3 separate regions of the Rattus norvegicus genome follow, and all the other regions are linked to region 2. The links are chromatin contacts, called in public Hi-C maps. All regions are on one chromosome and are shown on one strand. Each heading gives the region's core, a stretch centred on a gene start, on an enhancer-like site or on the middle of the called end of the contact. The rest is flanking DNA. Distances are from core to core; before and after follow the strand shown.

Region 1 (2,700 bases), core at 9-2,508, 240 kb before region 2:
GAGATGGCTTAAGGGGTAAAGAAACTGGCTTCTAAGTTTGATGAACTACAATTTCCCAGACCCACTTGGTGGGAGAAAAATCAATTACAAACACACGTGTGCATGCACGCAGAGATATAAAAAAAAAACCCAAAAAACAAAAAACAAAGGCAACATTTCAGTTAGCCAAGGCTGGCCTCGGTAGTGCACACCTGAAACTACAGTACTTCCGAGTCTGAAGCAGAAGGTTTGCAGAAAGTTCGAGGCCAGCCTGGATATATGTAGCAAGACCTTGTCTCAAATAAATAAATAAATAAATAAATAAATAAATAAATAAATAAATAAATAAACAAACAAATAAATAAACAAATAAACAAATAAATAAATAGGGGCTGGAGAGATGGCTCAGGGGTTAAGAACACTTGCTGCTCTAGCAGAGGATTCCATTCCCAACCCCGACATGGCGGCTCCCAACAGGCTGTAACTCCGGTAGTGGGGATCCAAAACCTTCTGGCTGCCCCAGGCACATATGTAATAGACGTCCAGGTAGGCAAACACTTATATACATAAAAAAATATATATAAATCCTGAAAACAGTTTAGAGATGAAAAACAATACAAAGGAAGGCAAGAAGGGAAAACAAATCTGGAAATTCGGATGGCCTTTCGTTACTTAATAAACGTGGGGATGTCAAGGTGACAGGTGGACACAACCGAACAGACTCCACCGAGGTTAGGAGAAGAAAAAGTTTCAACTGCGAACTCCGCCACCGTCGGTTACTTTTTTTTTTTTTTTAATCCACTCCGCTTTCAAATTTAAGGGCTGTCCCGAGTGGGGACCTCGGGGTGCAGCTTCCCTGGGGGGAACCCGCCATTCTTTCGCGACCTGGGGCGAGGCATCGCTACTGCGGGGGGCGCAGCGCGCGGAGGCTGCGGGCGGACATGGCCCGCGATCCCGGGCGTCCCCGGCAAGGGCGGCGCCGGCAGGACCGTGACCTTGAGCCCCAAGGGGCCCGGGGAAGGCGCTGCAGCCACGCCAACCCTCCGTCGCCTGGGACTCGGAGGCCGGCCCCCGGCGTCCCCTCCCCGCCCCGGGGACCCCGCGCCCTTCGCCCCACGGCGGCCCCTCCCCGGCCGGGCCCCGGAAAGGGCGGCGCTGCTCACCGGAGCCCGGGCAGGAAGCTGCCGGGGGCGGCTGGCCGCAGCAGGCCTCCTCGCGCGAGCAGCACCCGCGCCGCCATCTTGCTCCGGAGCCTGAAGCTCCTACCGCCTCGGTGTCGCTGACGCCGCCGCTGCCGCGACCCCTCCCCCGGCCGGGCCGACCAGGCTGGGGCGGGGCGGGGCAGGGCGCTAGGCCGCTGTAGTGCAGGGGCGCGGCCGCTAGGGGGAGCAGCGTGCAGCCTCGGGGCTGCCGCCAGGGGGCGCGCCAAGTAGTTGTTGAAGATAAGCTTAGATCTGCGAGGGGAGCTCAGTGTCCCAAGATGGGTGTGAGAAAGGAACCTGGTTGGCGCTGGATTGTCCACGGGGAGATCCACGAGAAAGGAATAGAACTGTGCATGGGAGAATCCAGAGCCTGATTTTATGGTTGAAGGTCCCCACAAAATGACGAACGTGTTAAAGTGTAGCAGCACCAGGAAAGCCGAGAACCTCTGGTCTAGGGGAAAATGTACTCTGTGAGGATAATAAAAGAACTACGGATACAAGCATGAAACTTCAGCAAGACAAGAGTAGGCAGAAACAGAGCTAGATCCCGAGGAAGCAGAGAAATGGGGAGCAAGTAGCAAAGGTCAAGAGACAGATTGGTGGCTGCCTGTGAGTTTCTGGTAAGAAGTGGGATGGGAGGTGATTCTCTACCACCTGTAATCTTGAAGTTCAAGAGGTATGGTTTTCTTTATCTTTTTAAAATTTCTCTTCCTAGTCTATGCGCATCACTAGTGTTTTGCCTGCACCTATGTCTGTGTGAGGGTGTGGGACCCCTGGAACTGGAGTTGCAGACAGTTGTGAACTGCCGTGAACTTCCCAAGTTAGCTGAGACAGGGTCTTTATGTGGAGCCCAATCCAGCCTCACAGCGATGGTTAACCACTCCTGAGGGGGAATGGAACCTGGGAGAATGGAGCCTAAAAGTGAGGTGGACTAAAGTCTCAAGCAATAGCCTTTATTCAGAGCATCGGACAAGTTATACTCCGAGGGTTTAGAAGAATCTCAAGAGTTAAGTGTACAAACACAAGGGCAAAGTGTACAAACACTCTTGGGTCCTGTTCTTGGGTCCTCTAGTTTTACCCTCCTGGATCTTGAGGTTACTTGCATGAGCCGTCATACTCAGTTCGTTTATTAACAGGATCATTATTCATCCAGGATAGCCTCAAACTCTCAGTTCTCCTGCCCCCACCACTTCAGTGCTGGGGTCATAGGTATACATTACTGCACTTGACTCAACTTTGTATGTTAAGAGTTTCAACTCTCTTGCATTTACGCATTTCTTTGATGACTCTGCTTTTGTGCTATTTAGCATTAGACCTCCCTTTTTTCTGCATCCCCACCTCACCCCCATTGCCATTTTGCTCTGGATTTTCATCAGTTCTTTAGTCCTGTGCTCTCCTCCTTTCCCAATGTACTTAGGGCCTGGTATATGCTAGGCATGTGCTCTACCAATGAGCTGTGTATCTTCAATCTATTTGTGAAATAGGTCCTACCAAGTTGCCTTGTCTTGTCATATATATA
Region 2 (2,700 bases), core at 42-2,541:
GAGAAAACCACTCCACAGCTTAATAGTTGCTCAAGTGAACCTTTCAGTCCTGGCCCCAGAAGCACTATTGCCCAACGGAAGGACAAATACCCAAACCCGGGATGGTGGAGGAGGAAAGAGGGACTGAAAAAATGAGAAGAGAGGTAGGTGGGGAGCAAACCACCCAATCATGTAATGCCATTCTTTTCAAATCAAACACCTTCAGAAATCCACATTCCCACCCCTTTACCCTCAACTCAGGGTGCCCTTCAGTGGATGTGATTTGAAAAGAAACAACACAAAGGTAAACCCAGCTCCACCCTTCAGTTTTAGAAAACAGTGAAACCAGCTCTAAGCACGCTACCCCTAAGAGCAAGGTCCGCACGGGGTCGACCGGCTTCCAACAGACAGCAACTTCACCCACTACCGCGGTTGGTCAAATGGTCGCATAACCGCGGGGAAGGGCTCGCCGGACGCCAAAAGTCAAGCCGGCCAGAGACAGTTCAGGCTAACTCACGGGGTCCAAAAGAAGCTTCTACCCACGGCCTCGGCGTGCGGCGTTTCGGAGGAACAAAAGCGCACTCCCGGGCTCCCTCCCGCACAGCCAGCGGAGGGACAGCGGCACCCGCCCCACGGCGCGGGCGGGAGGCCCGGGCAGCTTCCACCGCGCTGAGTCGCCAGCAGCAGCCCGGGCTCGAGGGGTTGCGGGAGCAGAGTCGATCCCTCCGGCGACGGCGCGGCGCCAGCTCTGGCCGGAGCCTTAGGGCCGGTTTCACCGTCCCCTCCCCCCGGACGCCGGGGAACGTGGGGGCAGGGAGGCCCCCGAGTCCCCGGGCTCCGCAAAACCCCCTTTTCGGTCCTGGCCATCAAGTCAACATCAGGCGAAATCAAGCGGGCGAGGGAGGGGAGGGTCGACGGGTGGGGGGAGGAACCGACCTGTCGATGAGGATCTTGTGGTCCCCCATCCAGGGGATGAGGTGCTGTCCCTGTTCTTGGGCCAAAGCCCGCTCGTCGTCGCGGAACAACTTGCAGGCATAGCCGAAAACCAGAAGCTCCACCCGGTTGCCCCCAGTGCCGGTGCCACCGGGCCCGGCCTCCTCCTTCACTCCGCCTTTCCTCTCCGCCTTGGCGCGGCCCCCGCCGGCACCGTACATGACAGCGTCCACGACGTCCGGGCCGGTCTGCTGCTGTGCCGAACAACGTCCCTGATGCCTCGCCTGGCCTACCCTCTCAGTCAAAGGCGCCGCATCCTCTTCGTAACTTCAACACAGCCGCCATAGCGAGCCACAAAATGGAGGAAACGCAACTTCCGGTAGGAAGCCCGCACTTTCCGGAAGTAGTAGTGGTAGATTCGCCACGATCACAAGCCGTTTGAATAGCTAAAAAATACGTAGACCTTAGTTTTCGTTGTACAATTTTATCTTGAGATAGTAATTTGTGTTTATGAGAAAATTTTACTTATGCTTTTTTTGGAGACCTCCTACGATGTGGCGAAAGCGCGGTTTGTGGCCGCGCGCCAACTTCCGCTGTAGCTGGAAGGCGGCTGCGAGGTGTGTAGGCAAAGTGGGATCTCGTTGAGAGCGCGTCTCAGCTTTCTTAGTGAGACCAACGGGCTTTTGCTCATTTCTGACATCCCGTTTTTTAGATCACTAGGAAGCCTAGCCCTAGTCATCTGACTGAGGAAGCTTCCAAGACTTGTGAGCCCTAAATATTCGAGGTGGCGGGCTTTCAATGGCTAGGAGCTTCAGTGGCGGAGGAAAACTCCAGCTAGGAAACAGCGAGACGGGATGTTTCCTTCTGGGAAGCAGATCCTTTTTTTCTATTTTAAAATACAGGATGTCAATTGTGACCCAAATTGGCCTGGAACTCTGGCAGTCCTAGCTCAGTTAAGATGCTAGTATTATCGACATGAACTCTGCTGGGCTGCAGTTTTTCTGGTGTCTGACCCAGATGATTGGTTCAGAGTCGGACCGGAGAGAACACCAATGGTCCTTAAGAAAAAAACTCTGTATTTCTTTCAGCTCTGAACATAGACCCAGGGCCTCACTATCACTGGTTTATATCTGCAGCCCTTTTCGTTTTAGTTTAACTTATTTATTTTGTGTGTATGTGTGTAGGCGACTCGAGTTAGATCGAATTCGACATGATGGAAGGAGAGAAGGACTTCGAGCACGTAGCCCCTCCCCCCAATAAATAACTATGTTTTTAAAAAGTGGATGGCGATTTAGGGAAACAATTGACCTCTGGCCTCCATGTGCATTTGTGTACACACTGCGCACATGCATATGAACATGTACACGGACTAGAAGGTATACTAAGTAAAACAGTTATGATGTGGAGAAGGTTACTTTGCAGAGACGTCTTAAACCTAAAGCCAAAACTCATTTAATGATTTTTAAGTAAAGTAACTCAGGGCGCACACGCATGCACACTCACACTCACACACACACACACACACACACACACACACACACACACACACACACACCAGCAGACAGTGTCTCTTTGTAGCCTTGACTGTTCTAAAATTTGCTCTGTAGACCAAGCTGGCCTCCAACTCAGAGATCATCCTGCCTCTCCCTCACAACTGCTAGGATTAAAGGCATTGCTTGACCATCACCCCGACTCCATCAGCAATTTTTAAAGTTAATCTAACATAAAAAATCTAGACATTAATATGATACATACTGAGGAATGATAAGAAAATACTTGTTTGCCATA
Region 3 (2,700 bases), core at 113-2,612, 150 kb before region 2:
CCTATTGTGGCTGGTGGTCCCGGATTATATGAAAAAAGTAAGCTGATCAAGCCAGCAAACAGTACTCCACCATGGCCTCTGCATCAGTTCCTGCCTTCAGGCTCCTGTCCTTTTTCAGTTCCTGTCCTGACTTCCTTCAGTGATGAACAGTGCTGTGGAAGTATAAGGAAAAGAAACACTTTCCTCCCCCAGGTGCTTTGGTCATGGTGTTTCGCAGCAATAGTGACCATAGTTACACCATAGCTAAACTGGAAACATTCAAAGATTAACCGAAAACCAAGAAAGAAACCAGCAAAATCAACACATATCTAGGCAACCTATGATCTCAGTTACAGAAATATGAAATCAGTAATAGAAATTAAAAAAATGAAGCTGGGGGGGGGGTTGGAGAGATGGCTCAGCAGCTAAGAGCACTGACTGCTTTTCCAGAGGTCCTGAGTTCAATTCCCAGAACCCACATGGTGGCTCACAACCATCTGTAATGGGATTCAATATCCTCTTCTGGTGTGTCTGAAGACAGCTACAGGGTACTCATATAAATAAAAATAAATCTTAAAAAAAATGAAGCCAGTGGCGGTGGTATATGCCTTTAATCCCAGCACTCAGGGGCAGAGGCAGGCAGATTTCTTAGTTTGAAGCCTGCATGGTCTACAGAGTTCCAGGACAGCCAAGGATACATAGAGAAACCCTGTCTCAACAAACAAACAAACAACATAAAAAACAAAGTTACATGTATAAAGTCAGAGAAAAAGAATATCAATACAGGATTCTGTGTCTATCAGAGTATTCTTTCCAGAACAAAGTGGGAGTCATGTTGCCATGCTATGATATTTAATTCATATCTAATAGAGATTTGAAGCTACTATATGGACATGCAAAAGATACAGGAGTAGATCGGTCAAAATACATTGTACGAAATTGAATTGCTAAAAATTCAATTGCATTGAAGAGAATTGCTAAAAATAATCTATACAGCAAAACCTATCATTTTTGTCCCTACTCAGCTTGGAAATGATTGCACTGTCAAGCAAGGCTGTGGAAAGCCCAGAAGTGGTCTCCATTCAGGACCTCTAGCTTGAGAACTGCCATGGAGACAGGCTCCAACCTAGGCGAGCCTTGTGTGGGTTGCCACCGACATTGGAGTCCGTTTCCTATTTGCATCTCCGGTCCAGCTTTTGCCGGTCAGCCTGTGCCCTCACAACTTGGACTCACGGGGAGGATTCCTAGACAAGTCGGAACCCAAACACTCCGGAACGGCTCACCGTGTAACCCGGAGATCCGGGAAACCCAGATACCCCGGAATGGAACCCTGCGGAAACCGGAGACGGGAGAACCCGGACACCCCGGAATGGAACACCGCGGAAACGATCCGTTCCGGAATCCGGACATGGTGAGTCGGGGCCCGGCCTCAGAGCCAGGAGGTTTTGCTGTAGCTGCAGCCGTGCAGGGTTGGAGGCGAGTCCCGGGTCGACTCCTTCTGGGGCGGCTCTTTCGGCTCGCGGCGAGGGCACAAGTCTGGCAGCCCGATGGCGGGATACTGGGGACACCCCGACTCCCCGTGTGCAAGTTCTGCCCGAGAAAAGCTTTGGGCTGGGGTCCGCGCCCCCTTCTCCTGAGCTTCCTACATCACTGGCAGCGTCCATTCAGGACAGTGACTTCCTAAGACTTTTCCATGCCAGTTTCCTGTCTTCACATTAAGCTGTCCCCGTGTAGATTTCAAACAGACTCTGTGCTTTTTATATTTCTCCCCCCGGTGCACACCAGGTGGCAATTTGAAAGAACTTGTTTTGTGTTCGTGGACTTTGCGCCGGTGCAGAAAGCACGGGACTCCTGGTAAAACTTTTCACGTCACACTTCTCCCTAGGCACAGACATTTTAGCACGAAATCTTTGGGTTGAGCTTTCCCCTGGCTGATTTCAGAGGTGATGGGTCTTTTATTATTATTTTTTTTTTTCGGTACCGGATTTCAGTACTTCGGATCTCAAGTGCAGATAATAAATGCTACCGGTGCCAGGTTTCAGGATAGGAGTTGTTAAGGTCCCTGGAATTCTGCCCTAGGGCGGATCTGTGAGCCCGCAGCTTTTAAGGCTGGATACCAAGTGGATAGGGGGAACGTTTGGTATATTTTATCTGAAGACATTGCGTTTGTTTACATATCTTGGCTACTATAATATTATAACTGTGTCCTTGTCCTGGTGTACTTACTCTGTACTATGACTTTTGGGTCATATAGTAAGTCAACTTTAACTTCTTTATGTAGAGCTTTCACATTATTTAAAAATTCATATAGTCAATTTGCCATCTTACCAATAGTTCCCAAGGGCTGCCCCTCCCCATGTTTATGTTCCCTAGAACCTCCCCGCCCCGCCCCCCTTTTCCTTCTAATGACGTCTCTCCAGGTAGCCCATGCTGGCCCGGAGGCTTTTTTTTTTTTCTGCCTGTCTGTCTGTCTGTCTGTCCTTTTCTTTTCTTTTCTTTTCTTTTCTTTTCTTTTCTTTTCTTTTCTCTCTTTTATGCTTCCTGAGAGCTGGTTTAACTTTTTGATAAGAGCTCCCAGTCTGGGGTTAAATTACTGTTGCAAAGAAATTAGAGCTCATGCTTTTTTGTAGCTCCTGGAAGTATATACCAGAAACACTTTCTGGGACTGTACAGGGACCTGTCACTTTTAGCTTTTCTACCTCAAACTACCCTGTGGATGTG

Evidence for each region. A called contact is a pair of places that touch in the nucleus more often than the background predicts.
Region 1: a contact with region 2 is called in a Hi-C map of hepatocytes, with 1.8 times the contacts expected there. The contact joins the promoter of Nipsnap2 here to the promoter of Sfswap in region 2. A contact is called at or near these places in 3 of 12 Hi-C or Micro-C datasets (Schwann cells, frontal cortex and hepatocytes).
Region 3: a contact with region 2 is called in a Hi-C map of hepatocytes, with 1.5 times the contacts expected there. The contact joins the promoter of Zfp11 here to the promoter of Sfswap in region 2. A contact is called at or near these places in 2 of 12 Hi-C or Micro-C datasets (hepatocytes and liver).

Annotation. Positions count from the first base shown.
Region 1 is chr12:32,579,045-32,581,744 of GRCr8, forward strand. Nipsnap2 (nipsnap homolog 2) reads right to left here and starts at 1,259. Exons shown (of 10, transcript NM_001394370.1): 1 at 1,143-1,259. The coding sequence starts at 1,219.
Region 2 is chr12:32,814,741-32,817,440 of GRCr8, forward strand. It overlaps Sfswap (splicing factor SWAP), which reads right to left and starts at 1,292. Exons shown (of 19, transcript NM_001400984.1): 1 at 916-1,292. The coding sequence starts at 1,133. LOC134481178 (a long non-coding RNA gene) reads left to right here and starts at 1,158. Exons shown (of 2, transcript XR_010056506.1): 1 at 1,158-1,291.
Region 3 is chr12:32,663,061-32,665,760 of GRCr8, forward strand. It overlaps Zfp11 (zinc finger protein 11), which reads left to right and starts at 1,363. Exons shown (of 3, transcript NM_001408756.1): 1 at 1,363-1,390.